Linked DNA regions of Mus musculus: all the other regions are linked to region 2. The links are chromatin contacts, called in public HiCAR-type and HiChIP or PLAC-seq maps. All regions are on one chromosome and are shown on one strand. Each heading gives the region's core, a stretch centred on a gene start, on an enhancer-like site or on the middle of the called end of the contact. The rest is flanking DNA. Distances are from core to core; before and after follow the strand shown.

The links. HiCAR-type assays count read pairs that join an accessible place to other places. HiChIP or PLAC-seq counts read pairs in DNA pulled down with a chosen protein or histone mark.
Region 1: a HiCAR-type map of astrocytes shows a contact between it and region 2, with 4 times the contacts expected there. The contact joins the enhancer-like site here to the promoter of Astn2 in region 2. A contact is called at or near these places in 8 of 39 promoter capture datasets (the 3T3-L1 cell line, cranial neural crest, embryonic stem cells and 3 more), 3 of 484 Hi-C or Micro-C datasets (the HPC-7 cell line and cerebral cortex) and 10 of 115 datasets of contacts at active chromatin or transcription factors (SST interneurons, astrocytes, embryonic forebrain and 6 more).
Region 3: a contact with region 2 is called in an H3K27ac HiChIP or PLAC-seq map of oligodendrocyte precursor cells, with 11 times the contacts expected there. The contact joins the enhancer-like site here to the promoter of Astn2 in region 2. A contact is called at or near these places in 3 of 39 promoter capture datasets (cranial neural crest, hippocampal neurons and maxillary cranial neural crest), 7 of 484 Hi-C or Micro-C datasets (cerebellar granule neurons, cerebellum, cerebral cortex and 2 more), 7 of 115 datasets of contacts at active chromatin or transcription factors (SST interneurons, embryonic forebrain, embryonic hindbrain and 4 more) and 1 of 9 other capture datasets (embryonic stem cells).

What each region holds. Positions count from the first base shown.
Region 1 is chr4:65,838,286-65,841,109 of GRCm38.p6, reverse strand. All of the region lies in intron 10 of Astn2 (astrotactin 2), which reads left to right. Among named protein-coding and RNA genes, the nearest start is that of Gm31533, 210 kb to the right of the region's middle. Within about 2 kb of position 1,404, at least 27 of the 459 cell types and tissues checked have an H3K27ac peak or open chromatin away from gene starts, as enhancers often do. A contact at or near this core is called in SST interneurons, astrocytes, cerebral cortex and 3 more, where this site is marked.
Region 2 is chr4:66,403,105-66,405,819 of GRCm38.p6, reverse strand. Astn2 (astrotactin 2) reads left to right here and starts at 1,337. Exons shown (of 23, transcript NM_207109.2): 1 at 1,337-1,937. The coding sequence starts at 1,460.
Region 3 is chr4:65,887,275-65,890,078 of GRCm38.p6, reverse strand. The region is part of intron 10 of Astn2 (astrotactin 2); the gene reads left to right. Among named protein-coding and RNA genes, the nearest start is that of Gm31533, 260 kb to the right of the region's middle. Within about 2 kb of position 1,453, at least 30 of the 459 cell types and tissues checked have an H3K27ac peak or open chromatin away from gene starts, as enhancers often do. A contact at or near this core is called in SST interneurons, cerebellum, cerebral cortex and 2 more, where this site is marked.

The sequences.
Region 1 (2,824 bases), core at 155-2,654, 560 kb after region 2:
TAGCCAGAGATGCTTTCTGCAGTGTTCTTTGCCCAGATTCACATAAAGTAATGTTTTCTTACAAATTTCTCCTGCCTTTTTAATTTTTCCCACAACACTGAACAAAATGTTTTCCGATCCCTTTCTGGGCCGAGATGCAGGATTTATTTCTTAGGTATAACTGGTTTGCACATGTTTCCTTTTCCTGACTCTTATTGCACGTGCTATGTAGCAGCCCCCAGAGGGCCTGGGCATATTCCATTGTCCTTGGAACTCTCAAGGAGAAAGACAGGGTTTGTAGTCATTCCTGATATTCTGCAGCTCCAAGATAGATCTTGGTACACACACACACACACACACACACACACACACAGAGAGAGAGAGAGAGAGAGAGAGAGAGAGAGAGACAGACAGAGAGAGAGAGACAGACAGAGAGACAGAGAGACAGAGAGACAGAGACAGAGACAGAGACAGAGACAGAGACAGACAGACAGGCAGACAGACGGACAGATGGACAGATGGACAGATGGACAGACAGACAGATAAACACATAGCCAGATAAACACAGCTATATAAACACACACAGACATACACTTATACACACACACACAAACACACACACACACACACACAAACACACACACATGACTCAACACAAGTCCCTCCTTAGAAGTTGACTGATATCTGAGGCTTTGGTGATCTATGGAAATCTGGCTATGGGAGGGAGAAATGGAATGGAAATGATGGCAGAAAGCTACAAAGAGTCAAGCTCATATTCAAAGTAGAGATCATTTCCCACTCTCCTTTTTAAAGATGTGGTCTTCCTAAGTTCTTACAACTAAAAAAAGAGCAGAAGGCTCACTTAGCTATTCCATCTTTTGTGGATGCTTTGAGTGTTGTGACTATAGGGAGGGACACCCCTAGGCCACCCAGCTGAAGGAATTCCTAGTGGGCTCATTTGAGCTTCACAGGTTCTGGTTGCTTTGAAGGTATATTTTGAGAGATAAAACACATTTATTGTTTTGTTACTTCTATGTATAGCTTTCGATAGTTAGTCACGTTGTAGGTAAGATAGGTTTCTGTTAGTTCTTTTGCCCTCAGCACCTGGAATGTTGGAGGAGGGCTGTCTGTTTGACAGGACTGAGCCAAATACGTGAGTGGGAGGCACAGAAGGGAGTATTCCTGGCCTTTCCTACCAGTGTTCAAACTCTCCATTCTGAATGCTACAGAGAAGCAGTTGCGTCTTTAAGAATAGAAAGACTACTGGTCGGGTATAGTGATTGCTGTCCTGTATTCAAGGCACGTTGCTTTCCTGGCAGATTCGTCGGGGCCTTTCTCTTTTTGTATCCTGTGCATGTCTTGGTAAAGTGCTAAGTGTTTTGTGCTGTTACAAATGCCCCTTTTGTATCACACCAACCCCTGCTGGTGGCTCCTAGCCGCTTACAATAGGTTGTACATTTATTTCCGCTAAGACATTTCAAAAGGAACACACGGTCTTCTGTACAGGAAAATCTGCCTCCCCCACCTCCTTTTCAGCCCTCCCAGAAGTGAAGCCCAGGATTAGCTCCCTAGGCTGTCTTTTTCAGTTTCCTGAAATAGCCAAGACTAGAAGAAGGGAGGTGGTGGGGGGATGAAGCCTCCAAGGCAAGGGCCAGAGATTATTTCAGACAACTGGTCATCACTCTCATTCTCTACAAAACATGGTACCCTGGAGAGCATTCAAAGGACTGAAAGGGGCATTCGCTGGATTTTATGATCACAAAGAGCCAAAACAAGGAGCTTGACTTTTTCACCAATTGCAGAGGAGCAATCACACACACACACACACACACACACACACACACATCTCAAGATTGAAACTACAGTGTCCATCTTGTGTTTATTCCTGTGAGCCTGTTTGTCTTTGAAAGTTTTAAAGAAACTGTTATGATTTAATTTGTTTGATCCCACAGGTCCATTTGATTGCTCGGTGCCTAGCTAGGGATGCTGTTGCAGGAAATTGTGCAAGCTTAGGGACATGAGGCTTAGCTGGTCTTCCAAGAAAGTAGGGAACAATAACAGCAGGTTATATTCCAGCACTGATTCCAGCCCAGTTTTTCTGCCTCCTATCTGCTGAGGTGTGAGTAGCAACATCATCTGTTACGAACAGGATCTGTTCTCACTGGCATGCACTCCTTGCCTTGATGAACTGTATCAGCCCTGACTGTGCTGTGCCAGGGGCGTAGTGGAAAAGACTTATGTCTTTGCACAATGTCAGAGTATACCGAGTCACAATAAACTCACCAAATAAGGAGGCTTCAAAGGCATCTGTTTGCCTGATCATTACACTTTTCCTGGTAATCTGGACTAGGCAAATGTGGGTTCTTTTATTCCAGTCTTAATTACCAATACTAACTGTCATGGTCACAATGAACAGAACATATATCTACATCTGTGTGTGTGTGTGTGTGTGTGTGTGTGTGTGTGTGTGTGTGTGCATGTGCACACGTTATAAAAGTAGATCCAAAGGGTCAGAGAGGCTGCAGCAGAGTTCAAAGGTTTCAGAAGGGGGCTGATAGAAATGTAAATAGTGTATTGATAAAACAAGGGACCCAAATCGCAGAGTCAGATCACTGTGGACTTAAAGCTGAGAGCAAGTACGCCAAATTGAATTCAGCTTGAAGGTAAGCTGGTTGGACCAGGTTCAGAGCCAAAACAAGGAGACAGATGATGGACAAGAGGTCAAGGCAGTGGGAGTTGATGAGGCCACAGCAACATCAGGGACTGAGCCTTCCTGAACTCCTAAGGATCGTTAAGAGTTTTCTGTGTGTCTGTCACACTAAGTGACAGAACAAAGGTCAGTGGG
Region 2 (2,715 bases), core at 88-2,587:
GAGTAGTGTGAAAGGGAAGAGGCAGAAAGGAAAAGTTAGGGGGAAAACAAAACAAAACAGCCAATGGTAAGACTACAGTAAGGAACAGACAGCCAAGCTCCACAGAGGAGGGAAATGGCTCATAAATTATAGTGAGGAAGCTTTTGTAAGATTAAAGTCAACGCAGGGAAGAAGGAAATGAGTGCAGAGATGAAAGACAGAGCAAAAGAGGTAAGAAGATGAAGAAAAGTTTTACTAGGCAAAGGAGAGTGTGCAGGTCCATTCTCACAGAGGTGATGTTTCCCTTTCAGTATAGGTCTGATGTATCTAGGTTAGAAACTGGAATCAGCCCAAGGCCACAGGGTATTCTAAGACCCAGATTTAAGGTTAAACTTGAATCTCCAGGGAAATATGTGTGTGTGTGTGTGTGTGTGTGTGTGTGTGTGTGTGTGTGTGTGTGTGCCATGAGCAGAGTTGATGAGTGAACAGCCCTCTCCTGTGGGAACTGGGAAACGACCCAAAGCCTAGGATGCCAGGAAAGGTCCCTTCCTAGTGCCCTTTTCAGGAATTTCTTACTGAGATTGGAAGCTGCCAAGTAAAGCTGCTCCAAACTTGGAGCAGGGAGGCAGAGTAAAAGTGCCTGAGTGGGCTGCCTGGCAGGGCCAGCATGGAGGCAGCTAAGGGCCAGAACAGCCCAGCTGGAGTCAACTGGTGGGGAACATATTAGAGGTCAAAGTCCCAAGCTTATGTGTGCACTAGCCTTCAAGGCTGCAACCCAGACCTGGATGGAGAAATGACGTGTGGTCCTCCTGGTAGTGAGATTTCAGACAAGTGGTTGGGGAGGATTTCCTGATGCCTCTGGGAACTTATTTCAGAAGATAGAACAGGGTAGAAGATTGAAGAGACTGATTCTTGAGATTGATGTGGGGAGGAGAAAGTTGTCTTGGCTGTCCAGAGGAGCACTCAACTCCCAGGAAGGCCTGGCCTTGGTCAAGGCTTGGCGACAGTGCTTTCCCGGGTGTACTGCAGCTTGAGCCAAGGGTGGGATGAAGCTAAGGTAGTTGATTTGACTTAAGAGAGATTGGAGGAGACGCAAGAGGGGCCCCTAAGTGTAAAGAATTTTAGAGAGAGATGTTGGAGCTGAAGAACCCTGTGCAGGAGGCTTTAGGGGAAACCTAAGAAAGGGGAGGGAGCTACTGGGACCTGTACGAAGCCGGGCGGAGCCTCCGAAAAGCTCAGGGTCCGCCAGGGGAGCGGGCGAAGGGGGGGCCGGCGGCGGGGCGCGGGGAGGCGGCGCGGGGGGGCGGTCCAGGGCTGATCGGGAGGCGGAGCCCCGAGCTGGGGGCTGCTGGCTAGTGGCTCTCTAGGCTCCTTAGCTCGGGCGTCCTGGTTCGCTTCAGTGTCCGCTGTCTCCACCGCTGCTTCTTCTTCCTTCTTCTTCACGGTCGCCACCGCCCGCAGCACCGCAGCCCCTCCTGCCATGGCCGCCGCCGGCGCCCGGCGCAGCCCGGGCCGCGGCTTGGGGCTTCGGGGGCGGCCGAGGCTCGGCTTCCACCCGGGGCCGCCGCCGCCACCGCCGCCGCCGCTGCTGTTGCTGTTTCTGCTCCTGCTGCCGCCGCCGCCGTTGCTGGCCGGCGCCACGGCCGCCGCCGCCTCGCGGGAGCCCGACAGCCCATGCCGGCTCAAGACCGTCACCGTATCCACGCTGCCCGCTCTGCGGGAAAGCGACATCGGCTGGAGCGGTGCCCGCACCGGGGCCGCGGCCGGGGCTGGGGCCGGGACCGGAGCCGGGGCCGGAGCTGCTGCTGCTGCCGCCTCCGCCGCGTCCCCGGGCTCCGCGGGTTCAGCCGGCACAGCCGCGGAGTCTCGTCTCCTTCTCTTTGTGCGTAATGAGCTCCCCGGGCGCATCGCGGTACAAGATGACCTGGACAACACTGAGCTGCCCTTCTTCACCCTGGGTAAGGGTAGGCGCCGCACACGCGGAGTCCCAAGAAACCCAGAACCCCTAAGTGATACCGGACGGGTGGGGGCGCCCTGGGAATCCCCGCTCCAGGCTGCCCCATCAGGGTTGGCAAAGGGCAGCCCAGGGGCCCGGAGGGCGCACAGGTGGTTGTAAAGAAGTGTGGGGCAGGAGGTCCTGGAGCGCGCGCTCTGGGAGCCCGGGGGCGTGCCAAGGATCCCGCAGCGGGGACCTGGCTCTCAGTTTTGCAATCAATTCTCTGAGCTCCGCCCCTTGCATCTAGGACGCAGAAGACCCCAAGTCTCTCGGTGTGCTCTGACCAGGTACTGGGCAAGGAAGACCCTTGCTCTGAAGCCAGTTCATGGTCATGCTGCGCACTGCTCTTCTGGACAGCTCCAGTTGTCTGCCCCCTCTGTCTAGTCTCGAGTTGTGGATCCTCCCCTTCAAGACCGGTTTTCTTAGGATCAATTCAGACTAGCTACGTGAACAAGGAAAGACCCAGTCCTCAAAAGCTTTCCCTTCTCATGGTCTTGGTGACCTTGGCTAAGTCTCTTACCCTCTGAGCTTCGGTTTTTGGCTTTCCTTAAATTGGGGCTGGAATCGATTGAGTCGATATTTGAGGACTGAGGTTCTGAGCCCAAGATCTCTACTTTTAGATTCTCCCTCCGTCCCCGCTATCCCTATCACCTTCTCTTTTCTCCATTACTCCTAGTCGTGCGTAGGCTTGTCATTGCTGTTCACTTACTGGGCTAAGAAAAAGGACCGAAGAGGAAACT
Region 3 (2,804 bases), core at 204-2,703, 520 kb after region 2:
ATCCATGAAACAGAGAATCCCAACTCCCAAATTGAAACAAGCTAAATTACAATGTACATTTTTATAAGATCCTATGGTAATTTGTCATGATAGTAAATATTAAGAATTAGTGCTTCTAAATAGCAAAGTAGCTGAGAGACTGAATTTTAGAATCAGGCCATTGAAACTACTGGTTACTAACATTATTCTAGGGGTTGCTTATGTCCATTTCTAGCCTTACACATCTAAACCATAACTCCAGTGCCTATATCAGTATATTAAGGACCGGAATGAAGGTAACACAATTCAAAGTCCTGGCCTTTAATAATCTTTGAATAAGAGTTAGACATTTTTGTGATTATTCTTTTTAGTTTACAAATGGGAACCCAAATTGTGCCTGGGAAGAAATATGGCATCCAGATTCACATGAGCACAGGATTTCTGTCTTTAATCTGACTTTAATGCCTATTTCCTTCCCTTGGTTTTAATGGGCAGATAATTAATGCACCCAATTGTGCTAATACTCTGAGAGTCTTTCACTAAGCAAATTGATCTTGGGCAAGTATTTTTCTCTGACCTCTTTTACCCTACTCATAAATGAAAATAACTAACATAATCAGGTTGTTATTTTACTGATCTTATGAAAGGTCAGGCAGAAGTGATGATCTAGTTCAGAGCCTGGTATAATGGTCAATACAGGACACCAAAATTTGGAGAAGTAAAAAATAAGAAAGGAAATCCATAATGTCATCTTGTGCTGCTCTGGCTCACGCTGCCTCCCTCGGGAACAGACACAGTTTAAACAACAACCGAATCCCCCCGGCTTATCAGGAAATCAGCATGGTTGGAGGCTTTAATGGTTTGCTCCTTTATCCAAAATAATCTCAAATAGAAGAAGCAAAGGGTTGGGAGTCAAGATTTTGTTGCTATCCCAAACTTTGCTTTTAGCTTTGATAACTTCACATAAGCTTATCCCTCAGTTTGGTCATCAGTAAACTGTGCTAATTCACCCTTCATTCGGTTGTGAAAATCAATGAGCTGATTCATGGCTACCACACAATCTCTGTTACATGAAAGATGCTACTATTTGCTTTTGGTAGATGGAGACTTAAATACATCAGAGTGCGGATGATCACTGGACTTGGAGATAGAAAGGTGGTCTGGTAGAAAATGAGACTGTCTTCTATATGGTGTCTTTTTAGAATGGAGAAGCTGAGGCACAAGGATGACATCATATTGGCCCAAGTCCACACCATAGGGAAGTGGAACCAGCTACCTGGGTCCCCATAAGGGGGACCTTAGTATTTTATTAAGCTGTACATCCACAGCTTGGCTGTTCACAAATATGCCTTGTTTCCATAGTCACCAGTGGCTGAGCAGGAATTGGGCTTTTCATCAGAGAATGTAATCAAGGCAGCCTTGAGCCTTAGAGAGGCAGCTCCAAAGGCTGTTTGTTGTTCAGCAGGCTGAGACAGAGGCTTGAGGCCAACATTAGCAGCCCTGGGCTCCTGACAGCAGGTGTGGATGATGAATGGGCAGCTTAACGTGATGGAGCAAATTGATCATTGCATCACCGACCACAACTTATTCATTTCTGCAAGGAGGGCAATTCATTACCCTGCATGTCACGATGCCCATGTCAGTGCCAGAGATAAAAGCCCGAGGCCTCACAGCCTGTGCCTCTCATCACATCTCCCTTCTTCTTAATAGGAAAGAGAGGATGCTGCAATAGAGTGCCAGATGCTGGAGGCTGCTCCAGGGTCCTCAGTCTTGCCAGTTCCTGGAGGCAGTTTCTTTGCTAAGAAATCAACAGAGACAATCCCCCAGGGCTTTAAAGCTAATCAACAACAACAAATAAGTTGCATCTTTCAGGCTAGTTTTATACACTCAAGGGCAAAGAAGTTGAAAAGAGTTTCAAGGCTTCATGTAAGCACAATAAGAATGAAATCAAGAATTGATTAGTTGAGTCTATATTGGTTTACACTAAGTATGCTTATACTTATATTACAATCTAAAAGTAAACTGTTTTACACAGCTCCCTAGTCCTATTAGGTGTATGCTAGCATAAAAGTGGGGCAAAAACTTTAGTATGTACTTGTAGGCAATTGATGCAAAATTTATTATTAGTAATATTATCATCATTATTATTGTTGTTGCCAGTAATGGTTGCTATCGACTGTAGTCAAACACTGTGTGTTTACCTAGATACATTTGGAACATTGTAGTAATAGTAAAATTACTTGAGTTTGCATCTATTTCCTCCTACAGGAAAGAGAGGCTGTCTTTATTCTGGATCACTTTCTTGAGTGAAAAAGAGAGAAGTAAGCTGACTATTAATTTGCTGTCAGTTTCACCTTCCTGAATCCCTTCCACTCCAGCTGAGGTACATCCCATAACTTCTGCCACCAAATAAACAACTGAGCCTCACTGCCACTACCCCTCTCTCAGGAATGTCCATATTATGGTCCTTTTACAACCCACAGCCAATTGCTTTGCCTGAACCCTGATCTCCTGCAAGCCAGAGTGTAGAAAGGTCTTAATCTATTGATTATGTTCTTGCTTTCTCTCTCCTTTGTCTTTATAATAGAAAGCAGACCCCTTTCCTAGCCATGTAAAACTGACTGCATGTAGTTTAAGTGTGAGTGGTAAGTATTGCAATTCCCATCAATGTGATTCAGTTGGTCTCTCCCACTGCAATATCCAGAGCAACAGAAGTCTGTGCTCATCACTCACTCTGTTATCTCCATTTATGTCTCTATTGGTTACATTGTTTCCACATCCTCCATAATATATGGGGCCTGAACACTGGGTTCTCTGGAGACCCA